Regions from separate parts of the Sus scrofa genome. Here region 2 is linked to region 1. A link is a contact called in public HiChIP or PLAC-seq data. All regions are on one chromosome and are shown on one strand. The core of a region is the stretch at or near the end of the contact, and the rest is flanking DNA. Distances in the headings are between cores, read along the strand shown.

The links. HiChIP or PLAC-seq counts read pairs in DNA pulled down with a chosen protein or histone mark.
Region 2: an H3K27ac HiChIP or PLAC-seq map of skeletal muscle shows a contact between it and region 1, with 4 times the contacts expected there. The contact joins the promoter of NPEPL1 here to the promoter of RAB22A in region 1. A contact is called at or near these places in 2 of 2 datasets of contacts at active chromatin or transcription factors (alveolar macrophages and skeletal muscle).

What each region holds. Positions count from the first base shown.
Region 1 is chr17:58,510,703-58,517,850 of Sscrofa11.1, reverse strand. It overlaps RAB22A (RAB22A, member RAS oncogene family), which reads right to left and starts at 2,866. Exons shown (of 7, transcript NM_001123174.1): 1 at 2,586-2,866; 2 at 1,551-1,630. The coding sequence starts at 2,621. It overlaps PPP4R1L, which reads left to right and starts at 3,029. Exons shown (of 13, transcript XR_002340199.1): 1 at 3,029-3,065; 2 at 3,204-3,249.
Region 2 is chr17:58,871,276-58,878,423 of Sscrofa11.1, reverse strand. NPEPL1 (aminopeptidase-like 1) reads right to left here and starts at 2,740. Exons shown (of 12, transcript NM_001123148.1): 1 at 2,488-2,740; 2 at 1,645-1,830; 3 at 951-1,121. The coding sequence starts at 2,637. It also overlaps a transcript of STX16 not described here.

The DNA of each region.
Region 1 (7,148 bases), core at 1,617-4,116:
CAGTGGGCACTCAATGAGCGGACAAATAAATGAGCCTGTGGCTTTGGCAATGAGATGGAGCGAGGTACCGAGGGCAGGAGGTTTGAGGGGACGGTAGGGGTGGGACAGCGACCATGGTGGTTGAGGAGAAGCAGCAGTTGAGGAAGCAGTAACTTCTCTTTCTCGAGTCCCGTGGTTTGCACGGCAGGTGTGGGGAATGGCCCTGCCCTGGCGGCGCCTGCAGAGTGGGGGCGCCTCTGCAGGCCCCCACACGGAGGCAGAGCGGCGGAAGAAAGGGGAGACGGGAGGAAGGGGGGCTCCGGAGCTCAGGTGTGTGGGGGGTGGTCATGAAGGAGGAAGACACCTGCCGAGGAGAAGGAAGGGGGAGGGGATGAGTGGAAAGCCTCGTATCTGTCTCTTCTGCGGGTGTGAGCCTAGACCACCCAGTGCAGAGAGTGGGACTCCAGGAGGTTAAAGACCCCAGCACCTGTCGGACTAGGGGGGCTGGCAGACAGGGAAGCGGGGATGCCCAGGACCGCGCCCCAGGCCTCCGCATGACTGCCAGAGCTAGACCCTCCGTCTCCCCTCTTCTCGTCTGAGAGCGCACTTCCACCCAAGCCAGCCTTGGGGTGGTCAGCGCTGACGTGGGGTGAGGTGCGTCATTCTCTGAGTCGCCAGCTCTCCCTGCTCTCACTTCCTGTCCATTCGCTTTCCCAGGCAGGTAGTGACACGCAGGCCCTGAGGAGGATGAGTTCACACCTTAAGCGTGTGGACAGACGCAGTTCTCTCTTGAAGGGTCCTGGAAGGCATTTTCACCTCGCAAAGTGAGTGGCTGCGGCACCGTCACGCCTTCGGATGCGTGTGGATGTGCTGTAACATAGCTCCCAATTGGGCGGAACACAATTTCTTTAAATGGGAGAAACTATGTGATCAGGGGTTTGCAGAGCAGCTACTTAGTTTTACCAGCAATAACAAAATACTAAAATCCATGAAACAAAACTTCTCAAGAGAAAGAGTTAATATCACATTTAAACACTCGGGAAAGTTTTCGCAAAGTCAAAAAGCCTATAGCCAATTTCGCTTATTCTAAGAACCAGATACCTGAAAAAAACCCTTACGGTTTGACATTAATTTATCAATTCATCATTACTCCTAGTGCAGGAAGGTGTGAGAAAGGTTCAGAAAGACCATAAACTACTTTTCAGAAAGAACTAAAGCCACCTAAAATTTCTTTCAGTTGACATGCTGGAAAAAAATTATTAGGACCTGTTTTCTTCTGCCTTATTTCAAGATGTAATTGGTGTTATAGTCACAGGCTGAAGGCATTATGTGTATTCTAAAACAAACTTAAACTCATGTTTCCATTTTGAAGTTTTCACGAAATCAAAAGCCAATTTTTCTAAAACCCAGCAATCTGTGAGGGTTTTAAGCCCTTCCTGAGACAAAAGGAACCACTGCCTCGAAATTTACTAGAGTTTAAAATGAGGATGCCGCCCCCTGTGACACATTTTTAATGAGAAAGGACTTTCAATACACCTTTACATGTATATTCAATAAGCTCCATCTCTTACCCTATTGTTGGGTTGATGTTGGGATCAAAGCTGTCTTCCACAAACCGCCACACAATGCTGGATTTACCCACACCTGTATCCTGAAAGAGAATGAGACAGGTGAATCAGAAAAGGTTTACCTGCTTGAAGACACTGAAAACGATCTTGTGCCAAGAGCTGAGGACTTTAGAAAAATCATCCTGAATTTTAGAAGTTAAGGGACACCAAGGAAGTCTTTATAAACATTCAGTGGAGTACTTCGGAGATTTCAAAACGGATTGTAGGAGAGGGGTTTTGAGCTTTTAAGAGACACGAGAACCTTCTGAAAGACCCAAAGTCTCTGCTTAGTGTGAAAAGTGACAAACTCACTTGCTTTCTGACCTGTATAACTCACTCTGAACTCTTGAATTACTTCTGAGTAATCCCTGATATATCCCAGCCCCACCCAATCTGGGAAAGAGGAAAACCAATGGAAATCTTTATCAGTCTTTCAAGCAGCAACTCAGGAGAGCATCAACCTCAGATATGCTCCCAAACAGCAAAGGTGCCTTGACAAGACAGGAAACTTAAGCTGCAAACTAATTTTGGGGCCTCCTGATTTGAATGTCTCCCCCCGCTCCACGAAAAGTAACTCTTCCTGAAGTGTCAGGGGTATCCCACAAGTTCAAAAGACCAAGCTTTGTAAAACCTAAAGGCCTGTTATGGGTTTTACTTTGCAAGACTGGGCCAACTCCTAACTAGTACATGGGTAGGAAACTATTCAAGAGCTGCTCTTAACCTAGATGCAAGGGGAGGCAGGGAGGGCTCTTCATCCTCTGGGGGGCAGGACGACTCCTAGGGCTCCAGACAAGGCGGAAGGTCCCCCGGCCCAGCAAAACCTTCAGGAGGGAGCGGCCCGGTGGGCTGGACGGCCCGGGGGCTGGAGGGTGGGTCCCGGGGCAGGTAGGCGGCGTCCGGCGCGGAGGTTGGGGGAAGGGGCGGGGGGATGTGGGCACGCCCGGGTCCCCGGCCCGCCCGGCCTCCCGCGGCCCTCCTGGCCAGCCGGTCACCACTCACCCCCAGCAGACACACTTTGAGCTCCCTCAGCGCCATGGCCCGGGAGCAAGGGGCGCGGGCCCGCCGCCGCCCTAAGTTGAGGAGGGAGAGGCCCGGCCCAGCACGAGCATCCCCCGGCGCCGCCGCCGCACGGCCTAGCCCCGGCTGCGGGGCGCGTCTAGGCGGCGGCCGCCCGTTCGCCGGCCCTCGGCCCGGCCCGTCCGTCGCCAGCCGCGCGGGGCCCTCCTCAGCAGCCGGGACGGTGCGGCGGGCTCCCGGGCGCCTCCGCTGCCGCCATCTTGGGACGCCAGCCGGGTCACCTGACCTCCCCGCCCACCTCGGCAGCCACCTTCGCCGAGAGGGCGGGGCCGGCCGGCGCCGCGAGGCTGGCGGGGAGGCCCGGGCCCGGGGGCGGGGCCCGAGGCCAGATTCCCCGCCCCTCTCCCGCCGGCCCCGCCCCCTCCCGCCGGCCCCGCCCCCGGGCCCATCCCAAGATGGCGGGTGAGTGGGGCCGGGCTCTTGGGGCGCCCCCTCCCCTCTAGCCGTGATCGCCCCGCGAGGCCGGGGGAGCCCTATCCCGGCCCCGAGCCTGCCTGCCGCAGCCCCCTCGTAACTTCTTGTGTGTCTCTTGGTTTTCAGAAATTCCCCCGGTACTTTGTGGACTTGCCGGATGACTTAGACGATTGTAAGTAACAGTTGGGGCGTCCCCGCCCCTGCCCGGGAACCTCTCACAGAATTCGGGGTGCACTGAACTTGGGGGTGGGACCTACAAACTAGGCTCGGCGCGTTGGGAGCAGAAGAGCGGGACCCCAACTGTCTAGACCACTTGTGGCGGTCCCTCCTCTCTGCGCGGGGCGGCCGAAGATGCGGAGCCCCCTCCCCGCCACCGGGAGGATTTTTGTTGTTGGGACACTTCTGACTTCCTGTCACTTTCTTCCTCCTCCTCCTCCTCGTGCCCCTGCGGCGGCCCTGCGGGGACCGGCGTCCAGAGTCCCGGAGGTGCTGGGCGGGAGGAGGCGTGGCCGCCGTGGGCGTGGGGGAGCGACCCCCCGGGTCTCCGCTTTGCCCTCCCTGGGCACTTCCCCGAGGGCGGGCAGTTGGGAGGCCCGGCTCTCCGGTGGCCGCCGCGGAGTTCTCACGCGTCCTGGCCGCAAGCTCACCTCCGCCTCGTCCAGGGAGCCCCTTGTCGCCCGCCTTTCTCCAGGGGTCTCCTTCTCCTGTCACGTCGTACCCTGTCCTTTAACATCGCTTTAAGGGCAGATGGCTGGGGAAGGTTTTCCTGGACTTGCAAGTTCCTAATTGTGGTGAATGAAGCTTTGCTTTTCCATTCAACAAACATTTCTTGAGCACCTGCTGGTTCTGGGCTGGGCCAGCCCGGCACCCACAAAGATGAACCATTCACCAGGCTGACTCTCAGGGACTCAGGGTCCGGGGAGAGACTTGTAAACAGATAATTACCACGTGGGGGATGCCTGCTGGTGAAGGAGGTCGTACATCATCACGGTGGTCAATATTAATGGGGGGGGGGGCTACTGGGCTCTTCCTTTCCCCACCTGCACGTTTCAGAATAGTAAGAACTGGTGTTTACTGAAAACACCATAGGTCAGGCACAGTTTAAACCCTTTACACACATTGTCTCTCTTATTTTTATTTTATTTTACTTTATTTATCTTTTTGGTCTTTGTCTTTTTAGGGCTGCACCTGCAGCATATGGAGGTTCCCAGGCTAGCCCACAGGAACTCGGGGTCCGAGCTGCATCTGTGACCTACACCACAGCTCATGGCAACACCAGATCCTTAACCCACTGAGTGAGGCCAGGGATTGAACCCGTGTCCTCATGGATGCGAGTCGGGTTCTCTGACCGCTGAGCCACGAAGGAGACTCCACACATTGTCTTTTTTAGAAGGAGGCAATTTTATTGAAGCAGAATGACACTTGAAGGGGCCAGCAATTAGGAGTGTGGGTTCTGGAATCAGCTGGCCAGTCTTTACTGGCTGTGTGATCCTGGCCAAGTCACTGTACCACTCTGAGCCTGACTGGCCTCATCTGCAAAATGGGCATCTCAGAAGGCTTTCATGAAGATTAAGTAATAAAAGCTTGAGCATGAAGCCTTGTGCGTAAGAAACACTAGTAAGCAGTAGCTTCCGTTATTGTTATTTCTGTCATCGTTATTCATGATTATTTAACACAGTTGAGCGCAGTACAGTGTAGGCCCTGAGTTTGCAGAGCTGAATGTTTCAGCCAGTGGGTGGGAATGCAGCATTTCTCTTGATAGACAGCAGTAAGCTGCTGTCAGGGTATCTCTCATTCATGGATTTGTTATTTGGCCTGCCTGGAAAAGCTGATTTCTGGCTATTTCAGTTATTTAATAAACCACCCTGGAACTTGGCAGCTGAAGTCAGCGTTTTGCTATTTCTGACAATTCTGTGCATTGCTGGGAGATACGGAAGCTTCATGGGTTCTCACTGAACTTTGGGCCGATGACAAGGTCCCGAATGGCTTTTCTCGCATGGCTGTTGGCCAGGAAATGTGCTGGGACCGTGCAGGTCAGGGCCTCAGTTCTTCTCCAGGTGCTTCTTCCACTTGACTATAGCGTGGGCTCCCACAGTGTGGGGGCTGCGGGCATGAGGCCTCTTTCCTGGTAGCTAGCTTCCTTTCATCTTTTTTGTATATGTGCACAGAAACGAAGTAAGGCATTATATAGGAAAAAGTAATTCTGATTTTACTTTGGCCTTTTTTGTACAAATATTGGGTGTTGGTAATGAAAAGTGCCGTAAATAGTGTTTAGCAGACAGCTGAAGACTTGTCCTGACAAGGACACCAACGTTATGTCTCTGAACATATCCACGCCACGGGCAAGGCAGCTCTGGGAGCCTCCTGGGGCAGCTCTGGGAGCCTTTGTGAGCAGGGGTGTGGGCCTTAGGGTGCCGTACCTCTGACTTTACAATATAAATGATTTAATTGATAGCCATGATAGGACTCCCCCACCCCTCAACAATTTACGATGCCCTGGGTCCCACCTTTACGCTTCACAGTGGTGGTGTCTGGGAGGCCTTATCATACCGTGATTGACAGCAAGAACCCTGAGATCCTGTGACCCACCTCCTGCCTTTAGCTGCGTCAGCCCGAGCAGATCACTCACTCTGCTCACTTTCTTCCTCTGGAAAATGACATAAGAATTGGAGATGCTTCATGGGACTGATGAGGAGTAGATCGAACTGTACCCAGAAAACATTTGGGCACAGTGCTTGGCAGAGAGTGTTAGAGTCAGTGATTTTATTCTTGTTATTGTTTTAACCACCGTTGCTGTCGCTAGGCATTTGAATAAGACCATCTGGTTCAGGGTTAAGGCCTCCTACTCAGTGAGGTAGGTGACCTTATTCCTATTTTGCAAATGGTGAAACCGAGAATCAGAGAGGTTAAGTAACCTGTCCATTGTGGCACAGATCATGAATGATAGAACCAGCCCTCAAACGCTGTCCTCGGGCTCCTGTTCTTTTTATTCCATCACGCAGAGTGACCTCACAAATAGGCTTAACCTAATGGTGGCGGCATGGCTGTTGGTTTGGTTGGTTCTGCGTCCGTTGTCCTTCTTGGGCGTTTTTTGGTCTAGACGATGGGATAAGTGCTCTAGGAAGGCTCTGCGTTGCCTTGAGCAGGAGCGCAGGTCATCCTTCTTGTAACCCAGTGTCCACCATGGGCTCCGTGTTCCATTCGTGTTCCTGGTATAACAACAATGGATCACGAGGCGCATCTGATTTCCTCGGTGATTTCTTGATTGAATTTGGCTGATTTCAAAAAGAAGCTATAATGAGAGGTTGCCTTGTTTTTTTTCTTTTTTTTCTTTTTAAATCATTCGGAGTCTTGGGGCCATCGCCACACAGAAAAGGTTTAATTTGAGCGAATTAGCTTGCTGGAGCAGTCTAAACTCCTCCTCTTGAGAGCAGCACGTGTGTGGAATGGCCTGGTACGCTGCTCCTGGCGGTGCTGCATTGACAGAGAAGGAGCAGCTGGTCGTGTCTGTGCTCAGAGGCTTGAAGGCTTATGAGTGTCTGAGGGTCTTGCTTATAGCATGTGGAGGCTGAAGGGGTATTACTCCCGGTGAAGTTTGCTTGGCCAATCAGAATTTAAGTGTGTGCCAGTGGTGAGCACACTTGGAAAAAAAAGTAAGGGGAATCTATTGCAGATATAAAGAGACCTTTTAGCAAAATGCAATACACATGTGGTCACATTGGGGTCATTAGTTGAACAAATCAGCTATAAAAAGACATTATGGAGACAGCTGGGAAAAATTAAGTTTGGATTGGGTATTAGATTATAGTACTCCTTATTAAGAATTATTATTAATTTTGTCAGATGTGATAGTGGTATCGCAGCTTTATTCAGAGGAGAAGGACCTTATTATTATTATTTTTTTTTGGCCACACCTGTGGCATGTGGACGTTCCTGGGCCAGGGATGAAACCTGCGCCTCAGCAGTGACTTGAGCCACTGCAATGACAACACTGGATCCTTAACCCACTGTGCCACAAGGGAACTCCGAGAAGGGCCTTATCTAACAGAAACGAACAAGCTTTTTTGGGTG
Region 2 (7,148 bases), core at 1,491-3,990, 360 kb before region 1:
AAAACAGGCTGACAGGTGGCGGCCTCAGCTAGAAGCCCCTGCTGGCGTGGCCCCGTAAGTCACTGTCTCTGCGCCTCAGTCTGCTCAGCTCTAAAATGGGAAGAACAACAGACCCATCTCATCAGGCTGCTGTGAGAACGAAGCGCGCTCAGAGGAGGACCTGACGCCTGACAGGCACGCGCAAAACACCTGGAGTGGCCCCCTGGTTAGATGCGCCCTTGTAAGGCAGTGGCAGGCACTGGAGGTGACACCTGGAGGCAGCAAGGCCAGCTGGGAGGCTGCTGCCGTGGTCCAGGAGAACAGTGGGGTGCAGTGGGCAGGGCAGGATGGGTGGGAGGTAGGGGCCGAGAAGACACACCAAGCCGGTGGCCTTCGGCCCGTCCTCGGAGTGTGCGGGGGCAGTTATCATGCACAAGGCCAGGTCTCTGCCCTCTGGGGGCTCCCAACCCAGTCCGGGCACAGAGGCTAGACTCAGATATAGAGAGTGGCTGGGATGACTGTCGGCACGCTGCCTCCTGGGGGAAGAATCTGGGCGGGGGGGGGGGGGGGGAGGCAGCCGGAGTGGGGGCTGCAGGTGAGAGGACGAGCCCGCAGGGCCTGGGAAGGTGGCTGAGGGGAGGGAACCTGGCATTCGGCCCACACCTGGGCTTCTAAGTCGGATTGCCTGGCCTCAAAGGGATTATTTGGAGGCTCAGATGAGATAACACATGGAAAAGCGCACCACACGGGGTCACGGGATGTACGCGGCGAGGAGCATTATGGGTAGTGAGCCGCGAAGGGCCTGGCGCTGGGCAGGTGCTCGATGAACACCGGCTGGGCAGAGCTGAGTCCTGAGCACGAGCCCGCCCTGGGGGCTGTGCAAAGGCCCTGGGCCGGTCCTCCCGGCAGGGGGAGGGGCGCTCTGCCCAGGCCTGGGGGTGAGGACACGGTCTGAACTCCCAGACACCCACTTGCAAGGTGGACACCTCCACCGGCCCGTTGTCCTGTCCCACCAGGAAGAACTCCACCACGACGGTCTTCTTCTCTGGGCGCCGAGCAGCCCCCGAGCGGTGGGTGAAGAGCGGGAACGCTCGGGCCAGGGCGCAGGCCGAGGCGAAGGCGTCCGACCGCTCGCAGACCATCTGCAGCACAGAGAGCAGAGCCCTGATGAGGGGGGGACGAGGGGGCGGCCCCAGGGGCAAACCCACGGGAGCCACGACCAGGAAGCGTGGGGGCCCCACAGCTGGGTCAGAGGCCAGCATGGAAACGATCTGGACAGAGGTGCCCCAGCCAGGCCGCCATCCCAGGGGCCGTCCCCACGGCCACTGTCCCACGATGTAGGAAAGACAATGTCAGCGGCCAGATGTGGCCGACCGCCTCCCGAGACAGGAGAGCAGCACGTGTGCAAGGCCGCACAGCAGACGTGGGCTCGGGAAATCCAGGCCCAAGGCTCAGAGCTGCTACCCAAGCTGCTCTGGGGGGGAAGGGTTACTGCTGGGACCGCAGTTTCCCCATCTGCAAAGCAGGGGGGACGGTGTGCGGCCGTGGCTGCATCGTCCACCTCTGAGATACTGTCGGCCGGAGCACTGGGGACCTGAGGGCTGAGCCTCGGGCCACCTTCAGCAGCAGGGGCTGGGTGGGCCCGCCTCTCTCAGAAGCACTCACCAGGATGCACCGATGGGTCCCCGGCGGCAGGCAGGTCCGCACTAGTCGGGTGATGAAGTGCGCGGCCGAGGGGCTGTTGTGGCGGCTCACCCGGGAGGGCAGGGCGGCCACGGTGGCGCAGTTCAGGTACAGGGGACAGCTGTCGGTGGGGTTGGGGTTGAGCGTGCTCAGAGCGGCCTGCCAGAGCTGCACCAGAGGGGGAGAGACAGACAGACAAGCCTTCCAACAGCCGCCTGCCAGGGCCCCGCCTGGTGGCCTGCGGAGCCTGCTAAGCTAGAGGGGCAGTTCGCAGCCTCCCCGCCGCACCCCCATCTGTAATTCAGATGTGTCACAGCTCGCTAGTGATAAGCGTGCGTGTGTGTGTGTGTGTGTGTGTGTGTGCTGGCGCACGTCCACCCTCGTGGGACTAAGCAGGGGGAACTTCAAAGGCCACTTTGGGGGCTGCTTTGCTACAAACGACCAGCTCGGGGGCCACTGCCACGAGGGCTCTGGAAGGCAGGTGTCAGGGCCCCTCGCAGGGCCGGGGCACAGCCCCTCGAGGGCAGGGCCCTGAGCCGGGTCACAGCTGCCAGCCCTGCCCACGAGCCTGCGGCCGGGTGGGTGCGGGGCGCGGTGGCGCTCGCCGCGGGGCCGCTGGACGGGAGCCCGCTCTTCTGGTTCTCGGGAGGCGGGCGGCCCGGGCCTCGCCGGCCGGCCTGGCCTGGCCTGGCGCACCGGGCGGCGGGCCCGGGGGCGCCGGGCGGGCCGAGGCGGGGCCTCCGCGGCCTCCCCGCCGGCCCGGCCCCCTGCCCGGCCTCCGCCGGCCGGCGGGGCGGCGCATGGCGGCCGGCGCGGCCCGCTCACCTCCTCGGTGACCCGGGGCTGCAGCTTCCCGCGGACGTGGCTCCAGGGCACGCGGTGCAGGTGGTGCAGCTGCCCCAGCAGCAGCAGCGGCCGGCTCTGCGGGTCCGCGTCCCCGGCGCTCGCCTGGAACTGCAGCCCCACGTTCGCCATCTTCGCCGGCCCGCGCCCCCCGCCCCGGCCGCCGCGCCCGCTCCGCTCGGGCTCCCGCTCCGGCCGGGCCTCGGCGCCGCCCCGGCCCTGCCCGGCCGCCGGCCCCGCCTCCCCCGCCGCTCCGGGCCGCTCGCGAGACGTGCAGGGCCCGCCCGGGGCGCGAGGGGGCGCCGGGTCGGCGGGGCGGAGGGCAGGGCCGGGCCGGGCCGCGCCGGACCTGCAGGCCTGACCCCGGGCAGGCCCCGGCGCCGCCAGGCCCCGGACCGCGGCAGGCCCCACCCCGAGCCGGCCGTGACCCCTGGGGCAGCCCCTGGGTGGGGCCCACCCGGCCCACCCTCCCGGGGAGGAAACGCGCCTCTCCGGAAGCCCTTCCCGGAAGGGGCCCCGGCCCCAGCGGGCCGCCGGCAGACCCCGGGGGCCCGGGCCTCAAGTTCGGCCCAGCGGTGTCCACCGGACCGGAGTCCGGATGAGCCCCGCCAGCCCAGCGGGGGAGAGGCAGGCCCCCCGGCGTCTGCGAGCAGCCAGCGGGGGTGCAGGGGCACCCTCCCTGACCGGGCCGCCCCCACCACACTCGCCACACCAGCAGGTTTGTGGCTCGGTGATTCTCGGATTGGGGTCAGCTCCCAAGTTGTACCGGCCACTCTAGCGCGCTAGGCAGTGTCAACACCCCTTCGTCCTGGAGTCAGGGGTTCCTTAGTGTCAGTGGGGACCCCTGCTATCTGCCAGGCGCTGCCTTGGGTGTGAAAAGGGCATCATCGGGGGCTGGTTTGCGCCCAGGTTGCTGCTCCTGGGAGGGCAGGTTATAAGTCCAGGCCGCCCGAGCCAGCGGGGGGCCTTGTCCAGGCCATCCCTTTGCAGGAAGCTGAGCCTGCACCCTCCCACCCTGCTTAGGGAGAGGAAAGGGGGTGAGGGGGCACCGGTGGTTTACAGGGCCCTCACTGAGGGGGTAAGGCTAGCAGAGGGTCCCCTGGGTCACGGCAGGGGGCGCCTGGTGGGTGGTGGGTGTGCCTGGCGTCCACTGCAGCTCACATCAGAGGTTCAGGGAGTGGTGAGCCAGCTGAGGAAGCTCTACCAGGAGTCATTTAAAAATAAAAACCTGTTACCCCATCCTGTCCACATCCTGATTGCTCAAGGGCCTTTGGCTGGCACCCCTCTCTGCTAATTCCAGCTAGTTCCACGCACCCATCTTCTGATATGCTGAATTTCCTCTTCATTATCAACCTGAAAAAAACAGCAAAGCCAAAGGAAAAAAAACAAAAACAAAAAACAGCAAAGCCAGCTCCTTAGTTTGGCAGCTGGGGCTGCGACCACTGGCCTCCCAGCGTGTCCCCTGACCCCCTGACTTGCCACACTCTCACCTTCCCTGTCCTCTCCCTCTGCACCTGCCCCTCAGCTTGGAGCCGTGGTCCCTGGCACGGGGCAGACAGCCCAAAGCATCCCACAGACCAGGGCTTCTGCCTTCTGAAGGTGGGTCATTTTTTTCTGCCTTTTTTTTCAGGGCCTGGCACAGCACAGGCGCTCTCCGGGGGGGGGGGGGAAAAAAAGTAGTTTTTGACTGAGTGAAAAGAATTCCTTCGAAAACCCTCAGCTTTCCCCGACACAAAAGTCGGCGCTAATTGGATCTTATTTTCCTCAAAAGATTTTACAGCAGCTGAATGTTTTCACACATTTGTAAAGGGTACAAAGGGCCTGTCTGGAGATCTATCATGTTTTTTTTCTCTGTTTGCAAATATGCCACAGACAGGCACAGGGCACGCAGCAGGGCCTGACGGGGCAAGCAGGGCTTCCCAAGCTGGCAGGACAGGTGCAGGCGCTCAGGTGGGAGAACCCAGAGGAAGGCACAGACCCAGAGTATCCCCGGAGCCCCGATGCCAGCGTGGAAGAGCAGCGGGTTCCCAGGCACTGGGAAGAGGGGTGGTGATGGACGGGGGGCGTCTTTGCCTCCGGCCACGGTCTTTTGCACACTGACCACATTTTAGGAAGCCAGACCTGGCAGTTTGTATACCGGGCATTGCCGAGGGAGAGGAAGTGTTGGTAGAGCAGAGAGACCAGTTTTGGAGAGTCTATCCTTTGTAGGATTTTTCCATATTTAAGGACAGGCGGCGTGAGGCTGATGGCCCCAAGAGAAGGGGAACAACCTCCGACCAACGTTTACTGAACACTTATCCACACACGGCAGGAGAAGCAGATACTCCCGATTCTGGTTTTAAGCCACCCCTGAATCGAAGAAATCCAAACTCAACAGAACGCTAAGGAATTATCCCCCTTCGCATGCCTGCCAGTTTCCTCAAGAGGCCGCTGGTGACAGATACAACTCACATCCCAGGAACGCACGCTCCCCTTTTCATGGCAGACTTTGCAGCCCTCGACACAAATAAGACAGGTCCCGCTTTGTTTAGATGCATTTTTATGACGGTATTAATCCACCACTGAGTAGATATTTCACTGTCCATGAAAAAGTCACCTCAATTGAACTTCCTTTAAAAAAGTGAAAATTTAAAACAACTTACCAGCTCTTTAATGCAACCCAAGAAGTAACTGATGTTTTTGAGGACTTGAAAGGCATTCCAAACTCGGCTGGGTCTTCGGACTTGGTTTAGGAGTTGAGGACAAGACTTAAAAAGTTCTGGAAGAAATCAGAATAAAGTTCCCAGGACGTGTTAGGAAGGTTTTCTGGGTACAAATCTCATTCTAGAAATAGAACATATTTCTCAAGTCACGCCGTGGAAGACGGCTCTCGGTGTATCAAACATGCGTGTTTGTGTGCGTCTCCGGCCAGAGCTCACCCCTGCAAAATCAGAACACAGGACTATCAGTGCTTTAGAGCTGCAGGCCGGCTCCAGCTTCGGGGTTGCAACGGGGCGTGCGTGTTTGCACGTGGGGTAAAGAACAAACAGGGCAGTAACCCCAAGCAAGCCTGAGTTTGGATGAGATGCTTGAGCAGGGCCTCGGGGGCAGGTGTGCCAGCCAGTGTGATTCCTGACAAAGTGAACCACTGCCACGAGTACGGATGGGCCCGGGCCATTCTGGAACCGCCAGAGCTCCCGAACAGGGTGCGGGAGACGTACGCTCAGGGGCTCTGGACGCCAGTGGACAGGCCTCATCAGGGCCAACGCGAGATAAAGGCAGGGCTCCTTCCTGGCTGACAGTGACCTGTCGCTTCCCGTGCCCAGAGGAAGTGGAGGAAGAGGGCCCGGCCCCCATGACCCCCGTCCATGGAGCAGCTGGCCTCGAAAGGAGCCCCCGCCCCAGGAAGACAGCGGGGCCGGGGGGTGGGGGGGAGACAGGTGCACGACCTCCCTCCCTGAAGGCTGCCTGGGTCCAGCTCGTCTCGTCCTCCGTCACTACACGGGATGTCGGGGAACCCCTCGCCCCCGACCCGGTGAGGTTTTCGTCAGCAATGCGTTAGGCAGCAGCTCAGAAGATCTGCACGAGACATTCCCCCAAAGGATGGGAAATTAACTAATCGCCATAAAAATCACATTTCCCTAAACACGCTGCAAAATGCACGAACCTACGGAAAAGTTGAAAAACCAGGGCAAAGAGCCCTCGTCTGCCCTTCGCCTAGGTTCATACGTGGGGTATGTGTGCCTATGTCGGTGCATTCGTGGGTTTTTTCCTGCATACACGTACCCTGAATGCCCTTGTGGGCGTCTCTCAGGAACAGCAGCACCAGCCCACGTGATGGCAACGGCCACAGAAATTTAACGTCGAAGCCATTCTATCATCTCATCTGCGGTCCGCATGGAAATTTCTTTAATTGTCCCCATCATGGCCTTCACGGCCTTTTCTTTTTAAATCCAGACTCCAAATGGGATCAGACGTGCTGCTGTGGCTGTCAAGTTTCTTTGGCCTCCTTTAAGCCAGAACAATCCCTGCCCTTGTCTTTCCTGACAGGAACATGTCTCACAGAAGGGCCGACCGTCTGGATCCGTCTGCAAGCGTTTCCTTAGGATTAGATGCGGGTTAACCGTTACTGGCAAGGACACCCCTGCTGACCCGCCGCGCCGCACCGGGAGTCACCTGACCTGGGTGTCTCCGGTGCTGGCCCAGGCTTGGTGACTTGGCTGAAGTGGGGTCGGCCAGCTCGCCTCATGGTCAGGATGCACTTCCCCCCTCCAACTTAACAGAACTGAAGTCGGTTTCCTCCGTAGGATGCGTGGAGTGACACGCGGAGCCCACTAGAATGTTCTGTTTCCTGACCACCTCTCCCCCCACGGCTTTCAAATCCAATAAGCCTCTCTGCCGGAAGCCAGCCCGCTAGTCTCCCGTCACCTGCTCCCGTCTGTGCTCGCTGCCTGCTACTGCGGAGGCGAGACGACCAGGACGTGTCAGGTGTGGGCTCCACGGCACAAAGGAAAATGCAGCGTCTCCTTTTCAAAAAAAGATAAAGACAACGAAAACGAATTTCAAGGTGCTGACAGCAGAGCCCTGAGCCCAAAGCAGGTGTGTGTGACTGCCGCGGCTGCGGGCCCGGGGGTCGGCCTGGTCCCCTCACGCACGTACCTGCA